Regions from separate parts of the Mus musculus genome. Here regions 2, 3, 4, 5, 6 and 7 are each linked to region 1. Evidence: chromatin contacts called from public Hi-C, HiChIP or PLAC-seq and promoter capture Hi-C data. All regions are on one chromosome and are shown on one strand. The core of a region is the stretch at or near the end of the contact, and the rest is flanking DNA. Distances in the headings are between cores, read along the strand shown.

Region 1 (2,553 bases), core at 39-2,538:
GACTCCTGTTCCAACAGGGTGTTCAGCTGGTGTAGCAGTTTCTGAGAGTCAGTTGTCAGTACTTCTATCATCTATAAATAGAACAAACCCAGAAAAGAGCATAAGAACCCTGCCTGGCTATCTCTGCATTGTGGCAAAAAGTGCTTTATAGTGCATGCCCCCTCCACCCCCCACCCCATTTCCATTACGTCTAAGACGAAGACACTGCAAAGCCAAGGTCTGTAAGTATTTTTACCTTCTCCCAGTAGGTCACATTCCTAAATTGTGAGTTTGTATAGGACATAAACTATGGCTTAAAAATTTTTTTTCTCTACTTAAGCAAAGACTTCTTCATTGTCAGTACATGCCACAAATAGATACTGCCCCACATGATACACCCAAACTAAAAGTCAAATGATAGTACATACTCTGCCATATATGTTAACAACGTGAACCTTAGTTCCTTACCTATGAAGTAGAAATACGATTATTACCTACAATCTCATAGCTCATAGATTGGGTAGCTTAAAAGGAGTCACACAAACCGCTTAGCACACAGGTGCCCATTTATTTCCAGGTAATGAGCTTATTTTTACACCTGTGAAATGAGGGTGACAACATCTGTTTCTTGGAGTGGCTGTGAATAACACACGATATGACTCAGTGTGGCACGGTGCTTAGCACTCAGTGCTCCGAATAGTCTAACGCCATTTAAAAACCAAAAGAAAAAGTTAGGTGAAGCTGGGGAGTTGCATTGGTGGAAGTATGCATTACACTTCCTCTGAGTCCTGGGCACAACCTAAGCCCTGGATACAGAGGACGATTCTTCCCTGGGCAGTTTAAAGATGTGACAGGAAGGTCGTCTTGGTGAGGAACCACTAACTCAGTTCAGGGGTGCAGGTTGGGACTGGGAGGCATGACATAGGAATACCGCTCCCGCTGCGCCTCTCTCTAGGCGCAGACTAGCCCGGGCTTGCGTTCCGGAGTGCAGGGTTCTGAGATCCACCCCATAGTCCCCTCTCACCTTGACAGCCACGTCTTCACCACGGTGACCACCCACCCCGGGCCTGCTCTCAGCTCGCCCCACGTCCCCGATCCGACAGGCCTACTAAGGGGACGGACTAGGGAGTGGGGGTCAAGTGAGCAGAGGCCCGGGGAGGGGCCGGCGTCCCGGTGGAGGGTCCCTCAGCGCCCTGACCAAGTACTGCCTTCCTCGGGGTCAGCGCGCAGCGAAGGACTGCGCCGGGCAGTGGGGGAACAAGCTGGAGACCTGGCTCTCTAGCTGGGACGCATCTACGTCGCTGATTGGTGTGGTTCTTTTGATGGATGGTCTCTGAGGAAGCTCGGCCAATCAGCGCACACTTCCCGTTGTCCAGACTTCAATTCTCCTCCCCTTTCGAGCCACGCCCGACTCTCGCAGCCTCTCTCATTGGAGCATTTCCGAACTGTCCTTCCTTAAGCTGCGGAACTGAGTGTTCAGTGCCAAGGCTTGCCCGGGCAGGTCTGGCCTCTATTAGCCAGATTGGTCTGGGTAGCGGACCAGAATGTACTGTGAGGGTTTTTGTTTTGCATTGTTTTGGTTTTTGCTTTTTTCCTTTTGTTGTTGTTCACTGCAGCTCAGTCCCCTCTTTCTAAAAACACAATGGCAAGTTAAAAAAAAAAAATGCTTTCGTTCTCTTTACAGATAATGAGATGGTAGGCTTCTCTATAGTGTTCTCTATAGGCTTCTCTAGAGTGTTCTCTCTGAGTTTTAGGAATCAGTTCATCGTTATCTTATTTTGTTTCTTGCAAAACTTCTCAGATGTTACAATGATGTCAGAGTATGTAGTTTCTTGGTCCTCTGCTAATTTTCTGAATTTGTTCTTGTAGCACCCTCATACTATCATCAGTGACTTAAAATGCCATATGTCTGGCAGAAAACAGCAAAGAACAGTGCCTGGAAAACCCCATCTGCAGTGAGCCGAATCTCAGGCTTCAGAATAGGGTGTGAAGGAACATTATTCTTACAAAATTAATCTCTATAAGCCTCTTCTCTACCAGGTTAACGGAAAAATAATTATCCTGAACTCTTGCTGGACTCCTTTCGGGGGTAGCGGGGAAGGGCATGTCCTCAGGAGCAATGCACAGAGAGTAGGTTCTCAGCTCGCATGGCTGCAGTGGGGGTGAGGGTGAGGAGTTGGGGTGGTGACGGTGGTGTTCAGGATTTTGTCCATTCCAGTACATCTCATGAAAATAAGAAAGAGCCAAGCCGGCTGGCCGTCCATAACGGTCATTAACTAGATACAAGTGATGTTTTATTTGAGACAGGGTCTTTATGTAGTCCAAGCTGTCCTGGAACTCCTTAGCTATGTAAACTAGGCTGGTCTTGAACTTAGAGATCCACCTGCCTCTGACTCTCCTAGTGCTGGGATTAAAAACATGCACCATCATGCCTGGCCTTTTCTCTTTAATTAAAAAAAAAGTTTTAGATTTTAAAATTATATCTGGGGGTGTTGGTGAAGTGGGGAATGTATGGCACAGGAATGTGGCTACCCTCAGAGACCAGAGATGTTGGATCTGGCATTTCAGGCAGTT
Region 2 (2,553 bases), core at 37-2,536, 2.8 Mb after region 1:
TCATAAATGCTAAAACTTCTTTTCAGTACAAGTTCATCAAAGCTAAAAAAAAAAACATAGAAAAACAAAACAAAACAAAACAAAAAACCCTCAGCCTAGACAGGGTTCAAACTTCTGTGTAACTCAGGCTGCCCTTGAACTCCTAACCCTTAAGCTACAGACAGCCTTCTGAGTGCTAATGTCGCAGGTATGCAGTACTATAGTAGCCTTTCAAAACTAAATTGTATTTTTAACCCGTAAAATTTTACTTGCGGCTTGATGATGGTGGCACACACCTTTAGTCCCAGCTCACAGGACTCTGTAGTCCTACAAGACCTCCCTCAGATCGCCAAGTTCAAGGCCAGCCTGGTCTACAGAGCAAGTCCCAGGACAGCTGGGGCTACACAGAAAAACCATGTCTCAAACCACAACAAATATCTATCTTGTAGAAAACTAGGCAGAAACTAAAGTCTTTTTCGTGTAATTATTTATTGACTGGTGACTTTCTAACGGGCCTAGTGGTAATCCTCTTTCGTGTCCTTTCTCATTTAATCATAATGTATCCCCAGCAGATTATTGTAGTTTGTATCCCTCTATTACCTAAAGCCAAGCTCTAAGTGGTTAAGACACTGGGTGAACAAAAACACCCAGGTAGTTGGTGGACTTGATTTTAAGTTAGTGGGATCACCAAAGGGCTCACAAAAATCAGCACAGCAGGATGTTATGCCATTATACTGCAGGCTCCAGAAAATGCCTTTCTGAAAACAAGTAAATTAAAAGGGCTTTCTATCCCGCAACCTGCCACAAGGACTGTTTCCCTGCAATGCTCAGCATGGATGCACGCTTAAGAGTACAATAAGATACTCACTGAGCCCTCTTTATAAAGAGGAACTCGTGCGTATCCAAGGGTGTCTTCTCTGGGGCTCCTGTGGGAATTGTTTGAAAATCTACCTCCCCATCGCAGGGCAGGCTGAAAAAGAAAGAAAGACAGGTGGAAGCGTCTGCAGGTTGGCAGGAGCAGCGCATGCGGAAGTCAGAACTTTCTGGGGGCGTCCTGGCCGCTGGATCCACGCGCGGCACACGCAGGTGGCGCCGCGTCCCCCGCGCTCCAGGATCAAGGGGGCAGGGTCACTGGGGATCGCCCCCAGAGTCCCAGGGAAGGTGAAGCCTAGCTTTCTGCCCGGGCGAGGGAGGAGGGTGGGCAGGAAGCGCAGCTCAGCGCCGGGGAAAGAAAGACTGCCATTCCCAGCCCCCCGCCCCGCGGGGCGCGGGGTGCTGGCGGCGCATGCGCGAGGCCCGGCCCCCAATTCCCCGAGCGAGGGAGGGAGGCCCCCGGCGGCCCGAACTGCGAGCCGCGGCGGGACCGAGCGCACGCAGGGGCGCGCCGGTGGCCGGGCGGGACGGGCTGCAGAGGCAGCGGTCGCGAGCACGCGAGGCCAGGGACCGGGCGGCCATCGGAGGGCACTACGTACCCGGTGCGGGAAGGGACCCACCACCCGCGGCCCCCCACGCCGGGACAGCGATGCGTGAGTCTGGCCCCGGCTCGAGGGCAGGATGTGCGAGCAGGACAAAGGCTAGGCGGCGGGGGAGGAGTTGGGGACTCTGAGCCAGTGACCCAGCCAGCCCTGGGAGAGCTACTACAGCCCGCAACTTTGCAACTTTTGCAGAGGGGCACATTGGATATTCTGCAAGTTGTTGCACACAGTTCCAGATAGCCCCAGGTTGGGCGGGCGGAGGGAGGGGAGCGGGGACACTGCTGGCTCTTCAGGACAGCGGGCGACAGCCAGCTCCACGGTGCAGGGCAGGAGGGGGCGCCCGTCCCGGACTGGGACAGGGACCGAGGAGGATCAGGGTCACTGAGGGCAGGGTGAAGGAAGAGTCTCCGATCGCTGAAGCTCCTGGTGTCCTCGCAGGGTGCGCCCCGAGATCCCGGTAGCTTCATAACTGCGGCGGTGATGGATGAGCCGTGGTGGGAAGGGCGCGTCGCCTCGGACGTACACTGCACTCTGCGCGAGAAGGTCAGTTCCTCCCCGCCCTTGTCACTCGCAAGGACTGGGTATTTAAAGTCACTTTCGGTCTCCTGTGGGTGTCTTCAGGATGCCCCGCATGGGAACTCAGCACTCTTGGTGCCCTTTTATTTGTGCGCCTGCTCTTTTACCTTCATGGGGAGTGTGGTCTTCTTCCAGGCAAAGGACCTGGAGATCCAAGAACTTGAAGTCGGTTTTTCACCAGCCACCTAAATGAAGAATAGTTCGTATCCCATTGGATTTCCTCCCGAGGTTACTTTACATGGTACAAGAATGGATTAAAAAAAAAATACTGTGTATCCATTACAGTGTGTAATTCAAAGACACATAATACCACCTACTATACATAATGCTGATTTTCCCTATCATTGTAATGATGTTGTAGCAATTTCTTTTAAAATATAATTACTAGACTAGTGCATAGCTCAGTGGTAAAGCAGATGCCTAAATAAATCTATGCAAACGTAGTAAAGTTACAGTTCGGTGTAAAGAAATATTAGGTAGATGGTGGGAATTCATTGTTAAGGCAGGAACTGAATGAAATTTA
Region 3 (2,553 bases), core at 40-2,539, 2.7 Mb after region 1:
GGTTTATTTAATCATTCTCACTGAGTCCACCACAAATGCAATGGGGTGGGTAAGTGTCTAGAAACCAGGCAGTACTCTGTGGCCCAAACAGATCAACAGGTGGGCAGGGGTTCTGCCCGGGGTCCCCGCAGAAGGGTCAGCCTCTGAGATGGACTGGCACCTTCATTTGTAAACAGTTTTTTCTTTTCCTTTCTCTAAAAAAAAAATTTTTTTTAAACCAGGCATGATGATGAGAATCCCAGCACTCAGGAGGCAGAGGCAGGTGAATCTCTGTGAGTTGGAGGATAGCCTGATCTACATAACAAATGCCAGGCTAGCTAGGGCTACATGGTAAGACCCTCGTTCCTAGTCCTGTCTGTGGCTTCTTGAATGCCTTGAGAAGCTGGGCCTGTTTGCGGTCTTCCCTTTATGTAGGTACTGAAGAAGACCTAGAACTTGGTGAGCCTTTAATCCAAAGGCTCTCTCTCCTTCAATACACTCTTTGAAAAGCAGCTTCCCGCCTCACGGTTTTCGAGACAGGGTTTCTCTGTGCAGTCCTGCTGTCCTGGAACTTGCTCTGTCAACTGGGCTGGCCTGGAACTCAAAGAAGTCCGCCTGCTGGGATTAAGGCCTGTGCCACCAGACCCCAGTTCAGTGCATTCTTTGAAGGGCAGCTACCCCCTTCTGAAGCAGCCTGGAGAACCCCACCTCTGATCATGACAGTGCAGAGAGCTTCCAGCCCACACTGACAGACAGACCTTAGGTCTCCCCTGGCAAGTGCGTGTTGTACTCCGTTTACATAAGGGCTTTTCCTCTGCAGGTTGATGATCAAAATTATGGCAGGGGAGAAGTCTGACACCCATCTCAGACACAAATTTTAAAAGATGACCAAAGACTCAATAATATATACAGATAATATTTTAATAGAGAATGTTAGTAAATCAAGATTAATACAAAAACAAAGAGCAAAAGTCAAAGTTGGGATTGACAGGGCTGGAATTAGGGTGAGGTAAAGGAGAGACAGTGCGGGGGTGGGGGCGAGTCGGTTCTACAAGTACAGAATGCATCAAAGTTACATTGGAGGCTTGACAACCACCCCCCCAGCCTCCCCAGCTCCCCAGCCCCCCAGCCCCAACCCACTCTCTCCTATCCCCACCCCACTCTTCACCCCCACCATAATAGGAAGAAACGGCTTCCGGGCTGCATGTAATTCTTACTTGTGCCACTAGAGGGAGCACACCTACCGCACAAACCTCCAATAAGCCACAGGGGGCTGGAAAAACCAGCAGGCCTCTGCAGCAGACAGTTTCCTAGCCTCAGAGCCCAAGACAAAAGGGAGAGTCTCAGGCCAGGGTTCTAGGGTGGCTGTGATCTTGTGCTGGGAAAAAAGAAAAAGAAAGAAAAGGAATAAAATCAGTCTCACCTTTTCCAGACATCTGCACTTGGGACAGAGTTTTGAGCTCCCTGTTTGTGTCAGAGACCAGCCTGAGATGGGGCAGGAGTACCAGCTCTTGTTAAGCAAGAACGGGGTCCAGTCCTGAGTGTCTTGGGGTCCCCTGTGTGGTTTGGGTGATAACGTTTGTGACTTCAGCAAAATGAACGGCTGGGCCAGAAGATCTCAGGACCAATGTAGGCATCAAATGTTGATCTCTCTCTCTCTTCAAAGCAGTCAGGAAAGGACGACAACACACGCACAATGAGTAGCATTGCTGAGGGAATCAGCCAGCGTCTAAATCTCCACACTCAGGCCTCTGCTTCTACTGAAGACGTGTGTGTGTGTGTGTGTGTGTGTGTGTGTGTGTGTGTGTGTGTACACGCATGCACACACTGAGGCCAGAGAAAAATAGCGGGTGTCCTGATTTACCATTTCTCATCTTATTCCCTTGAGTCCGAATCTGTCACTGAACTTGGATCTCTGCTGATGACTGACAATCCCCAGCAATCCTCCTGTCTCTGTCCCCAATAGAACTAGAGTGACAGACTTGTGTTCATGCATGCCAGGCTTGTATGTGAGTTTGGGGAAAATCTGTATTTAGGGCCTTTTCTGCCCCTAACCTGCTTTTCTGGCCAATGCTTTTACACACTGAGCCATCTTCCCACCCCTCAGTGAAGACTTCTGTTATAACAAATCACTGTCAAATCTCCTGAGCTACACTAGAAATGGCGGCAACGTTTACTGAACACTGGCAGCAGGCCGCCTTTGATGTGTGCGGACTGCTCCACAGTTCACACTATTGTCAGCAGCTTCCAAGACCACCAACCTCACTTCATAGACACGGGGAAGCAGAGACCACAGATAGGGGGCCCCTGTGAGCAGGTCTGTCTACCCCATGCTTCCCAGCGGGAGGAGCCTGATAAACCAGAACTGTCTAGGCTTTGACAAGTTTCTGAGTAGGATAGAGTTGGTTCCGAGGGGGTCTCAGGTCAGACCTTTGAAGCCATTTGGTACCACAACCTACCCAGGCTTTCAGAGCAGTGGCTCGCCTCTCCTTGGGACCCTCTGATTCCATAGTCTGAGAGTCACAGACCCAGCTCCTTGCACATGGGTCTGATGACAGGAGACCCTACGTTAGT
Region 4 (2,553 bases), core at 28-2,527, 2.7 Mb after region 1:
TAAATTTATGTAATATCAATACTGATCTCTGCATAGCTTGATAACTTCCTAAGTGTCTTATGGGTGAGTGTCACAGCTAAGGGAAGGAAGGCAGGTGCAGGTGAGATCATTATTCTTCCTCTGACATCTCTGAAAGTGAAATACTGTCTATGCAGTCCACTGACGTGTCTAGGGGAATGCAATCAGCATTGGACTTTGGAGGCATTTCTGCATTAAAATTCTGACTGTAAAGTCTGCATCTTGTGACAGCTGTTAGCCAGATGCTCCTGCTGCTCAGTGGGGAATACTAGGAGCTAGAAGAAGGGAGCAGAGGAAGGAAGGGAGAGGTGCTAATAACAGGCCTTTGGTGTTTCTTCTTCTAGTGTCTGCTTGTTATCTAACTGAGATCTCTCTGATGTCTTGGATGCTGAGATCACCCAGGGTGTTCTCTCTCTCTCTCTCTCTCTCTCTCTCTCTCTCTCTCTCTCTCTCTCTCTCCCTCTCTCTCTCTCTCTCTCTCCATAACTTGAGGTAGACCTGAGAGTCAGAAGGATAAAGAAGAAACTCATCTGCAGAGGACAAAGAGAGAGAGAGAGAGAGATGAGGGCAGGGACATATATGTTCCCATCTGTGTGGACATTGACATCCAGAGAAAATCCTCACGTGTGTACGTGTGTACGTGTGTGTGTGTGTGTGTGTGTGTATACAGAAAAGAAGCCACTGAACACTCAATGTCACCTCACACAGATACTTAGCCACTATCAGACACACCCAGTATACTCCCAGTTACACACTCAGCTCAGTCTTCACCATGAATCTGCACATGCATACTGGGGTCTGACGTATATTTGAATGCATAACCTACACACACGCACACACTACTACTACTACTACTACTACTACTACTACTACTACTACTACTACTACTACTACTACTACAAAACATGTATGTATACCTTATAATCACTGTCCAGTGCACGAACATTCAGTGAACAAGGAAATGCTCTCTCCTGAGACAGCCTCGGATCCACCAAGAGATAAATGCCCACGTGTACACACAGATGGCTCTGCAGACACTGGCGAACACCGCAATAACAACGACTCGTGTACTAAACCTTCAAATGCTCTGACAGCTTCTACACACATAAATGCATCGACACACCCAAGTTGCCCCCATCGCTAAAAGTCTTTCTAAAATCCGAAGGGAAAAAGAAGGCCAGCTGCTAGCCAGCGCACGTGACCGGGAAGGAAGGCACTCCCGCCCATGACGGGATGGGAAAACTATGCCTGGGGCCGGCATCTCTGGCTGCTGCAGGCAGGACTGAACACCACCGGAGCAGCGACGTCGGATGGCCCTGGATGTGGCTCGGTGCACAGAAGGTGAGTGTAGTGCCCCTCAGGACAGAGAGTGGGGCGGACCTGGAAGAACCTTGGATGCTGCAGGCGCGAGATGAGGTAGCAGAGAGCTCGCCCCGGGATGGGGATAGACATCGGGATGGGCCCCTCTCCACCTCTGCCTCCCTCGGGCATTACAGCCCGGATTCAAACATTTCTAAGGAGCATGCCATGTGCCAGGTTCTGACTGCTGGCTCGCAGGTTAAGAAAGAAAAGAGCCCTGAGGTTTACTGAGAACCTATTTGGTACCACGCCCTCAGGCCCTGAACTTGTGTGCTTTCGTTTCCATGACAACGACTTATCTATCTTCAAAGGAGGAACTAACTTTAAGGACAGGCTCTGGGCTGCACCGGCAGCAAAGGTACTTAACTCTTTGTGTCCAAATTGGACGCTTGGGTTCACAGAGTTAACCTCAATAGGGCTCATTATCTCTTTATCTCTGGACATTTCTTTAAATACATTAAAATGGGGAGAAGGGTGGTGCAGATTGTGCTCAGAAAGCTATAGTAAATGACAGTCAGAAAATTACATCAAATTCTTCACAATTCTCTCCTCTCCCCCTGCTTCATCAAACTCCTCGTCTCTAAGCCTCGTCTTTATTTTCGTTAGAGCCAGGGTCTCCTATGGCCCATCCAACCTTGAGCTCACTATGTAGCTGAGGGATAACCTTTGACTCCTGCTCCTCCTGCCCCTGCCAATGGTGTGGTAGGATTCCCCGTGTGTCACCACGTCGGATTTATTCAGTTCCAGGGAGCAAACCCAGGTTTTTTTTGTCCATGCTGGCCAAGCTCTCTCCCTGCAGAGCCATACTCCAAATGCCCTTGCCTCATTTGTATCTCTATACAGTTCACATTTTCTACCACCACTGCCCTGGGATCCACTCCAGGAACCTCAACACCCAAACTATCACAGTGGCTGATGGTGGTCTCCCAGCCCATCCAGTTCCTTCTGTAACACACGAAGGCCTTCGTACATCTCAGTGTGGTGCTCCTCTGCCGTGACCATAAAACTGGTCTGCAACATTCCAGAGCTCCTTCCCGTAAATGACTGTCTGCCAGAAACTATACACAGCAGACCAGCAGCGTTAATAATGACAAAGGCATTTAGAATTATTAAAAATCTCTCTTCCCACTGTTTTACTTCGGCTCTCCCATCTACACAGGATTATTTGGTATCTGG
Region 5 (2,553 bases), core at 30-2,529, 2.6 Mb after region 1:
TCAGCAACCAGAAAAGGCTGAGACAAAAAGCAAAGTTGAATAGGAACAGATGAATAAAACAATATTGACTGGAAATACCTCAAATGTGAAGAAAGCACTGTAATAAATAATTCTGAGGCCCATGGGTTTCATGAGAGAAAATTTACATTAATGTCAATTAAAATACAAGTCAAGTTTAACAGAAAACAATGCTTTTGAAAGATAAAAAATTCCTTCTACAGACAAGACTGAAGGAAACCAAGAACAGCCATACAATAAACAAAGTTGTATGTCATAATTCCCATGCACCCCCTACACTCCATATTGGACAATGTAATATTTTTTATTACTGTCACTAAAAGAAAATTGATGACTTGCCAGATAGGAGCCACAATACCAGGATTTAAGGAAGCACCTTACTGTATCACCCATATTGCCATCCCACCCGAAAGTTACAAAAGGCTAAAATTATCTTCCTTTCAGAAATAGACCCATGCTTTAACTATATTACTGGAAATATTTCTAAGCCACTGACATTTTTATATTTACAGCCCATGACAAAAGTCTCACCTACTTTAACTCTAGTGTCACTCACTAAGCATTGAACATCTTGATTATATCTTTAATGCGCCATTCGCTCTGCAATAATCCACTGTACAAAAGCTGGCTGACTCTCAGACAACAGATAGGTGCATAGTAAATCAGCTGGCAAGGACTATTTTTCTAACCCCAATTCTCCGTGTGCTCAAATCCCAGTTTACCTATCTTTTCCAATGTGGCTTTCCTTCTTCTCCCCACCCCTCCTCATTTTGCTGCTTCCGCAGCACCCACCCCCTTGCTGTGGCTGCCTGGCTGGTTTTACCACTCCAATGGACCCCCGCTGCCGCCATCCAGGGAGAGAAGAGAGATGCCAAGAGCCTTCCAGAAGAGCATCTTTCTCTTGGCTCACTGGGGCAGAGGAAGGAACTCACAGGCCAATTTGCATATGCTTTTATTCCATTCCGCACCCAGCGAGCTAACTCTCTCTGGAAAGTCCCTTCTCAATTCCCTCCTCGTGGCAGCTAGGGAGGAAGCGGCTGAGCCGGAATAGAAGGTTCCAGCCCAGCCAGGCTGTGTCAGCATCTTAGGGCAGAAGCCAGCAGCTCCCACCTTAAAGCCAGCAGAGTCTAGACCCATGCAGATGCCCGCAGGGACCCTCTCTTAACCAGGCGGGCTGCTGACTACAGCTAGAATAGCCTGCACGTTCTAGAGAGTTCGTTGCAAGACGGAGTAAGCTCCAGCCTCCCCTGAGGAAGTGCTGGTCAGGCGCTGGGTCCCTGGCTTCCTGTCTGTACTCTCCCTAGCCTGTGGGGAAATCCCGAGAGCTTTGTCGGCTGCCCAACGAGCCTGTTGGCTTTTCAAGTAGGCGTAGGCAGAGTTTCGACCAAAAACCTCAATTTAACATTCGGATGGATAGATAGATAGATAGATAGATAGATAGATAGATAGATAGATAGATAGATAGATAGAGTAGCCTGTGTCCGGGTATTTTAAAAGAGAAAGAATTGGCCTCTGGAGAGGGGCAGGAGGCAGGGAGGGGATTGAGGGGAAAGATTTGTGCCTAGCTTCAGACACACGGTCCTGGATTGGCTCCGCAGGGGAACAAAGAGGTGCTTTCAACTACGAACTGACAGCTTAAAGTGAATGTGGACCTGGCAGGCAGGAAGGACGCTCAGAAATCCATTCGTTCCCAAGCATCCATCTGCAGAAGGGCAGTCCCTGTCTCTGTTGATGGCAGCAGCAACCTCTACATTTTAATGAGGTCCCACCAGACGGCAGGCAGGCACTCTAACAAGTGCTTCACAAACAAGATCTTTCCCGACTCCAGGGTTTTAATCTTTGGTGTGGTTAGGGGTCTTGCCTGAGGTCACAGAATCCTTCCGTGGGTACCCTTCGCTGCTTGTATCCCCAAGTCAGAAAACCCTTACAGGGTCTTTGGAATGTGCAATGACAAAGTTCAAATTCCCAGTCAAGATAAATAAAAATAGCCACCCTGGGAAATTACCCACAGGCAGAAAAGAGACAGGTCAAGATGGTTGCTGCCCTGAACTCTCCAGATGGTAACCATTGCTCATCTTGCTGGGGTAGTAACACTTTGTTTAAACTTCTCTTACACCTAGCTTTTTGGAAAGGAAATATTTGTTGAGCATCATTGAAAGTCAGACACAACGCCCTATTTAATCCTCACCACCACAACAACACACACACACACACATGTAGTTACTATTCTTAATCCCTGGGCTATAAGTAAGGAAATGGGGGATCTAAAAGATGCTTGCCCATGGTCACCCCGAAATTAGCAGAGCTGGGGTTAGAAAGGATGTGTGTTGTCTCCAGGTCTCTAATGTCCCCATATGTTACCTCATACCCCCACTCATGGAGTTCTACACCCTGGAAAGGGGCTTCCTTGGTGTAGTAGAGGCATAGCTCCAGGTATCGGAGTAGACTCTAAGCCAAATTTAGCATTCCCTGAAATCCTGGGTGTATGGAAGAGATGAAGCATCCTGGTAACCAGAAAGTTAAGGTAGAAGAGAC
Region 6 (2,553 bases), core at 30-2,529, 2.6 Mb after region 1:
AAGGCTAAGCACAGCATTGCAAGCGGGGAAGAGATACGAGATTTCGACAAAGTCTCTGACTTATTTAACTGCATTGTGGTTGCTGTTCAATGAGGTAAGAAACATCAGAAAGCACAGATGGGTGATTGCAGGCTCACTCTCAAAATGCTGATTTCAAGACATCCAAATGGTGAAGTCAGGTATTCCATTTGCAGCTGGTAGGAAACAGACGTGACTTTTGTATTTAAATGTGATGCATGGAAACAGAGGGGAAAGTTGGGCCTGACTAAAGGCACACTCCTTTTAATGGAAGCACTTGTGAAGCAGAGGCAGAAAGATATTGGTCAGGTCAAGGTCAGCCTGGTTTACATACTGAGTTTCCCCAGGCTAGTTAGGTAACACACAGTGAGCTCTTGTCTCGGGTAAGAAAAAGGGGGGAGGAGGAGGAGGAGGAGGAGGAGGAGGAGGAGGAGGAGGAGGAGGAGGAGGAGGAGGAGGAGGAGAGGAGGGGAGAAAAAGGAGGAGGAGAGGGAGGAAGAGGAGGAGGAGGAGTGGAAAGAAGTGCTTGGCTTAGCTAGGGTTATATCGTTAGGAGAGAGAATACAATGTGAGAGGAAACAAGGTCCTGGGACCACATGTAGTGGCCAAGAAGGTGAACCTCTAGAGAAACATGAGGGAAATCCAGGCACAGAAAAATTGCAGAATGGCATCAACCCCAGAGCCTTTTCCAAACATTAATTCCTCCCTTGGTCCTGTTTCTTGAGCATTTGCACACAAGGTTTGAAATAGACCACCAATTTCTGGAAGAAAAAAAAAAAATCTGTTTTCCTTCAGGCCTTGGCTATTTCAGCATGACAGCTTTTGGCCTTGACTAAGCCTGTAGCCCCTGGAGATCCCAAGCTGCCCTCTGTGTTAAGAATCCTCGCAGCCAGAAGGCCATATGCAGCCCCAGACCTTACCATGGGTCACTATAAAGACATAGCCCTGGGCTTCGCAGTCTCTAAGACAACCAGAGACCTGGGTTCCTCTGCCCACCGTGCCTCCATTTCCTATGGTCCTGTAAGGAAGGCAGAGCCATATAGATAATACAAGCCTCAGTGTGCCAGCTACTCTCTGCCCTTGATTCTATGTCCCTGCACTTGGCTGCATGCAGCCAGCTCACCAGACTATTACATCTGCTCCCAGTATTGATGCGACATGCAGCAATTTGCTTTGAAAATCAACGTCTGAGGATTGGAGGGTTTGTCTGAAGTGCAGACCCGGCGCTCTGCTGAAAGGGTACAGCTGACTCACAACGCTTTCGTTTGTTTGGTTTACCCAGTCAGACGCACGCACCCCACCGGCCCTGCCCAGCATGCATGATCTGTGAGTCTCCTCTGGAGTTTGATTTGGGAGGATAATAAGCTACACAAAGGAGCAGATAACCAGAGGGGCTTACTTGCTGTCTGAAGGGTTTATATTTAGCTTGTGACTGGGCAGCTGTCAGGATGTGGCAATCACCCTTGGGAAACATAGTCCTGGGGGAACACAAAGGCGGGGCAGGACTAGGACAGGAAGAGGATATGGAGGGTTTAAACTGTTTAGGGACACAGGAAAGAGGACCAGACCAAATGTACCATATAAGCTATTATCTGGGGACAGTATTTTGGATACTTGAAGCACAGAATACAGACACAGCGAACACAAAATAGTGAACAAGAGGCATTTTCCCCAATGTTCTGTAAATGGCCCGCACAGAGAAATTCGAGGTCCCTTTGTCTTTCCTTCCCAGCTACACTCTATGATGAGCAGCCAGCAGAGCAGGTGGCTCCAAAAGCCTGTGTTCGCATGCAGATCTCATATGAGCTCAGAAGCCATCTCCCCTTGCTAAACAATGGAAATGCTGGAAAAGATAATCTGAAAGACATCAAAATTCTTCCCCAGCAAAGACAAGGAGAGTAACCTGAAGGGCACAGGTGGGGTCAACAGGAACCTGCCCATTATAGATGCCTGGGTCAGTTATCACAGGATGCTCTGCACTTGTTAAAGGTTCAGGGCTGATGCCATCCAAAACAAACAAACAAACAAAAACAGTGGTCAATGTTTTTTATTTAATTTAATTACATTTCTCCCCTCCCTTTCCTACCTCCAAGCCCTCCCCACTCTCCCTCAAATCTATGTCCTCTTTTTCACTAATTGTCATTACATGTATTAGATAGATAGATAGATAGATAGATAGATAGATAGATAGATAGATAGATAGATAGATTGATAGATAGATAGATAGATAGATAGATAGATAGATAGATAGATAGATAGATAGATAGATAGAACGTATTCAGGAATGCAACCTGTTTAGCTAGTCTGATTAATTGTATGTGTGTTTACAGGGCTGGCAGTGTGGCACTTGGCAACCATCTGGTATGCTCTTCCCTGGGGAGGTCCACCCCATCCCACTCTCTGCTTTATTCAGGTGCCTAGAGCTCTTTATGTGGGGCTGAGACTTCATGGGCTTTCCCCTATCCAATCTGTCATGTCCACTGGTGCCATCCTTGTTCAGCTCACACTTGGACAGTCTTAGTGGTGAGACTTCAT
Region 7 (2,553 bases), core at 17-2,516, 2.5 Mb after region 1:
AAAACTCAAGGAAGATATCCTGATTTAAAATGGGCAAAAGATACAAAGGAAGTGAACAACAAATTTAGGGACCAATTCTTTTTTTTTTTTTTTTTTTGATTTTTTTTATTAGGTATTTTCCTCATTTACATTTCCAATGCTATCCCAAAAGTCTCCCATACCCACCCACCCCACTCCCCTACCCACCCACTCCCCCCTTTTGGCCCTGGCGTTCCCCTGTACTGGGGCATATAAAGTTTGCAAATCCAATGGGCCTCTCTTTCCAGTGATGGCCGACTAGGCCATCTTTTGATACATATGCAGCTAGAGACAAGAGCTCCAGGGTACTGGTTAGTTCATAGGGACCAATTCTTAATAGCACTAGTTATCAGTATGGTGCAAATAAAAGCCACAGTGAGATATTATCTTATCCCAGTTAGTATGATGTCTTAGTCAAGGTTTCTATTCCTGCACAAAACATCAAAACCAAGAAGCAAGTTGTAGAGGAAAGGATTTATTCAACTTACACTTCCACATTGCTGTTCATCACCAAAGGAAGTCAGGACAGGCACTCACACAGGGCAGGAACTTGGAGGCAGTAGCTGATGCAGAGACCATGGAGGGAGGGTGCTGCTTACTAGCTTCCTTCCCCTGGCTTGCTCAGCTTGGTATTTCATAGAACCCAGGGCTACCAGCTCAGGGATGTCACATCCCACAATGGAACCAACCCACCCTTGATCATTACTTCATTACTTGAGAAAATGCTTTACAGCTGGATCTCATGGAGGCATTTCCTCAAGGGAGGCTCCATTCTCTGTGATAACTCCAGCTTGTGTCAAGTTGACACACAAAGCCAGCCAGAATACCTGGCTACTGTAAAAAGACAAAAGATAGAGCTGGCGAGATGAGTCAATGGCTAAGTGCATGTATTGCTTCTACAGAGAACCCAAGTTCTGTTCCCAGAACCCATGTTGGGCTGCTCACAACTGCCTGTAACTCCAACTCTAAGGAAGCCAGCATTCTCTTACCTCTGCATGCACCATCCATGTACACAAAACCACAGTCAGACATATATGCTTATGCATAACTGAAAATGAAAATAGATATCACTTTTAAAAATACAAAAGATAATAGCTGCTGGGAAGAATATACAAAAGGGGGATTTCTCATACGATGTTGGTAAAATGTAAATTCATCCAACCATTGAGAAGGACCAGGTGGCATTTTCTAAACACACTAAAATTAGATCTGCCATCTGACTCAATCCTATTTCTGGTACATGCACAAAGAAAGTGATGTCAGCAAGTCAAAAAGTCACCCGACTAGTCACAATAGACACGCGACTGGCCTAGATATCAGTCCATGGGTGAGTGAGAATACAGTCCTAACGAACAATGGAATATTGTTCAACTATTTTTTTAATTATGTTTTGGGAAACCTTAGAAAGTAGGCAGAGGAATTACAAGACGAGTGGAATAGGAATGTTTCCATGTTCAATAGCATAGTGGAATGACAGCAGTTCAGAATAATCTGTGTTATATATGATGAGTAGATAGAATGAAAGAGCCTTGAAACATGAAATGAGATGGAAACATTAATGATCTTGGTTTTGACCCATATACAATGTATACGTGTATTAAATACCACAATGTGTTCTATATCTACCTGCTTAGAGGTTGCCCTGGTCTGACCCTCTCGTCCAAAGTTCACAGGTTGGAAATTTAACCTCAGTACAGCGTCTTGAGAGGTGGGACACTTTTAGGCAGTGTTGAGACCATGAAGGTTCTGACTCCAGAATGGGGTCAGGAGGCCATTCTCTCTGGTTCCATTCCTCTCTTCCCTCACTTTTGATCATCCTTCCCCACTGCCTTGCTCATTCTCACTCAACATGGACTTTTTGACCCATCTACTTTCTACCACAGTTAACACTTACTAAGATAGTTCCTGGATCTTGGGTTTTTTCAACCTCCAGAACTATGAGGCAAACAAATTTCTACTCATTGTGAGTTTTAGATACTATTCTTATAAGATACTATATTATAAGAACATGAAATTGCCCGAGACAATTATTCCTTCCCATGGCCACAAAAAGAGGAGTCACTATGGATTGCTAAGGAACCAGATGCTGAGTGATGGATGGCCATTTTTGGAAAAGAGCATGGGACTCTGTGCAGGTAACACTCTAGATGCTTAAATGCACTGTTTGGAATGGATTTTGTGTGTAGCTCAATTCAAGAAGGATCATGGGTTGCCAAACTACCTCTCTGTTTGCCTTCCTCACCATGAACTGAATATGCCCCAAAGTTCATATGTTAGAATATCAAAACCCAAATTCACATCTTGAATTTATCTGGAGTCGTGGCCTTTGGGAGGTCTTTAGCGTTAGATGAGGTCCTGTGGATGGGGGCCCCATAATGAATTCGGTGGCTATATAAGAAGCTCTGCTTGCTCCTTCTCCCCATGTTACAGTGCAATAAGAGGACATCACTGGATGCCACTCACAAGAAAATTAATTAATACTTCACATTATAAATATCCTACATGGTCAGCCACAATTTGCGTGTCCCAAAGATG

What was found. Promoter capture Hi-C pulls out the DNA fragments that hold promoters and counts their contacts. A called contact is a pair of places that touch in the nucleus more often than the background predicts. HiChIP or PLAC-seq counts read pairs in DNA pulled down with a chosen protein or histone mark.
Region 2: a contact with region 1 is called in an H3K27ac HiChIP or PLAC-seq map of stem cell-derived stembryo, with 53 times the contacts expected there. The contact joins the promoter of Ccnjl here to the promoter of Ccng1 in region 1. A contact is called at or near these places in 5 of 39 promoter capture datasets (cranial neural crest, frontonasal cranial neural crest, hippocampal neurons and 2 more) and 11 of 115 datasets of contacts at active chromatin or transcription factors (differentiating embryonic stem cells, embryonic forebrain, embryonic hindbrain and 6 more).
Region 3: a promoter capture Hi-C map of hippocampal neurons shows a contact between it and region 1, with 8 times the contacts expected there. The contact joins the enhancer-like site here to the promoter of Ccng1 in region 1. A contact is called at or near these places in 6 of 39 promoter capture datasets (cranial neural crest, embryonic stem cells, frontonasal cranial neural crest and 3 more), 1 of 15 datasets of contacts at CTCF or cohesin (large pre-B cells), 1 of 484 Hi-C or Micro-C datasets (cortical neurons) and 4 of 115 datasets of contacts at active chromatin or transcription factors (astrocytes, embryonic midbrain, forebrain and 1 more).
Region 4: a promoter capture Hi-C map of embryonic stem cells shows a contact between it and region 1, with 8 times the contacts expected there. The contact joins the promoter of C1qtnf2 here to the promoter of Ccng1 in region 1. A contact is called at or near these places in 4 of 39 promoter capture datasets (cranial neural crest, embryonic stem cells, hippocampal neurons and 1 more) and 3 of 115 datasets of contacts at active chromatin or transcription factors (embryonic forebrain, forebrain and stem cell-derived neural progenitor cells).
Region 5: a Hi-C map of B cells shows a contact between it and region 1, with 14 read pairs. The contact joins the enhancer-like site here to the promoter of Ccng1 in region 1. A contact is called at or near these places in 9 of 39 promoter capture datasets (the C10 cell line, cranial neural crest, embryonic stem cells and 5 more), 1 of 484 Hi-C or Micro-C datasets (B cells), 6 of 115 datasets of contacts at active chromatin or transcription factors (embryonic stem cells, epiblast stem cells, neural tube and 2 more) and 1 of 9 other capture datasets (embryonic stem cells).
Region 6: a promoter capture Hi-C map of hippocampal neurons shows a contact between it and region 1, with 20 times the contacts expected there. The contact joins the enhancer-like site here to the promoter of Ccng1 in region 1. A contact is called at or near these places in 15 of 39 promoter capture datasets (the 3T3-L1 cell line, 3T3-L1-derived adipocytes, the C10 cell line and 9 more), 1 of 15 datasets of contacts at CTCF or cohesin (large pre-B cells), 1 of 484 Hi-C or Micro-C datasets (cerebral cortex), 9 of 115 datasets of contacts at active chromatin or transcription factors (SST interneurons, VIP interneurons, astrocytes and 6 more) and 1 of 9 other capture datasets (liver).
Region 7: a contact with region 1 is called in an H3K4me3 HiChIP or PLAC-seq map of pro-B cells, with 9 times the contacts expected there. The contact joins the enhancer-like site here to the promoter of Ccng1 in region 1. A contact is called at or near these places in 9 of 39 promoter capture datasets (cranial neural crest, embryonic stem cells, frontonasal cranial neural crest and 5 more) and 1 of 115 datasets of contacts at active chromatin or transcription factors (pro-B cells).

What each region holds. Positions count from the first base shown.
Region 1 is chr11:40,753,998-40,756,550 of GRCm38.p6, forward strand. Ccng1 (cyclin G1) reads right to left here and starts at 1,289. Exons shown (of 6, transcript NM_009831.2): 1 at 1,004-1,289; 2 at 1-71. The coding sequence starts at 71.
Region 2 is chr11:43,527,463-43,530,015 of GRCm38.p6, forward strand. Ccnjl (cyclin J-like) reads left to right here and starts at 1,287. Exons shown (of 6, transcript NM_001045530.2): 1 at 1,287-1,505; 2 at 1,893-1,997. The coding sequence starts at 1,935.
Region 3 is chr11:43,492,957-43,495,509 of GRCm38.p6, forward strand. No RefSeq gene overlaps it. Among named protein-coding and RNA genes, the nearest start is that of C1qtnf2, 20 kb to the left of the region's middle. Within about 2 kb of position 1,290, at least 52 of the 459 cell types and tissues checked have an H3K27ac peak or open chromatin away from gene starts, as enhancers often do. A contact at or near this core is called in hippocampal neurons, where this site is marked.
Region 4 is chr11:43,473,029-43,475,581 of GRCm38.p6, forward strand. C1qtnf2 (C1q and tumor necrosis factor related protein 2) reads left to right here and starts at 1,278. Exons shown (of 4, transcript NM_026979.5): 1 at 1,278-1,359. It also overlaps the pseudogene Gm12151.
Region 5 is chr11:43,384,237-43,386,789 of GRCm38.p6, forward strand. No RefSeq gene overlaps it. Among named protein-coding and RNA genes, the nearest start is that of Mir146, 11 kb to the left of the region's middle. Within about 2 kb of position 1,280, at least 295 of the 459 cell types and tissues checked have an H3K27ac peak or open chromatin away from gene starts, as enhancers often do. A contact at or near this core is called in B cells, epiblast stem cells, liver and 5 more, where this site is marked.
Region 6 is chr11:43,343,597-43,346,149 of GRCm38.p6, forward strand. No RefSeq gene overlaps it. Among named protein-coding and RNA genes, the nearest start is that of Mir146, 30 kb to the right of the region's middle. Within about 2 kb of position 1,280, at least 46 of the 459 cell types and tissues checked have an H3K27ac peak or open chromatin away from gene starts, as enhancers often do. A contact at or near this core is called in SST interneurons, VIP interneurons, hippocampal neurons and 1 more, where this site is marked.
Region 7 is chr11:43,296,500-43,299,052 of GRCm38.p6, forward strand. No RefSeq gene overlaps it. Among named protein-coding and RNA genes, the nearest start is that of Gm12146, 73 kb to the left of the region's middle. Within about 2 kb of position 1,267, at least 8 of the 459 cell types and tissues checked have an H3K27ac peak or open chromatin away from gene starts, as enhancers often do. A contact at or near this core is called in pro-B cells, where this site is marked.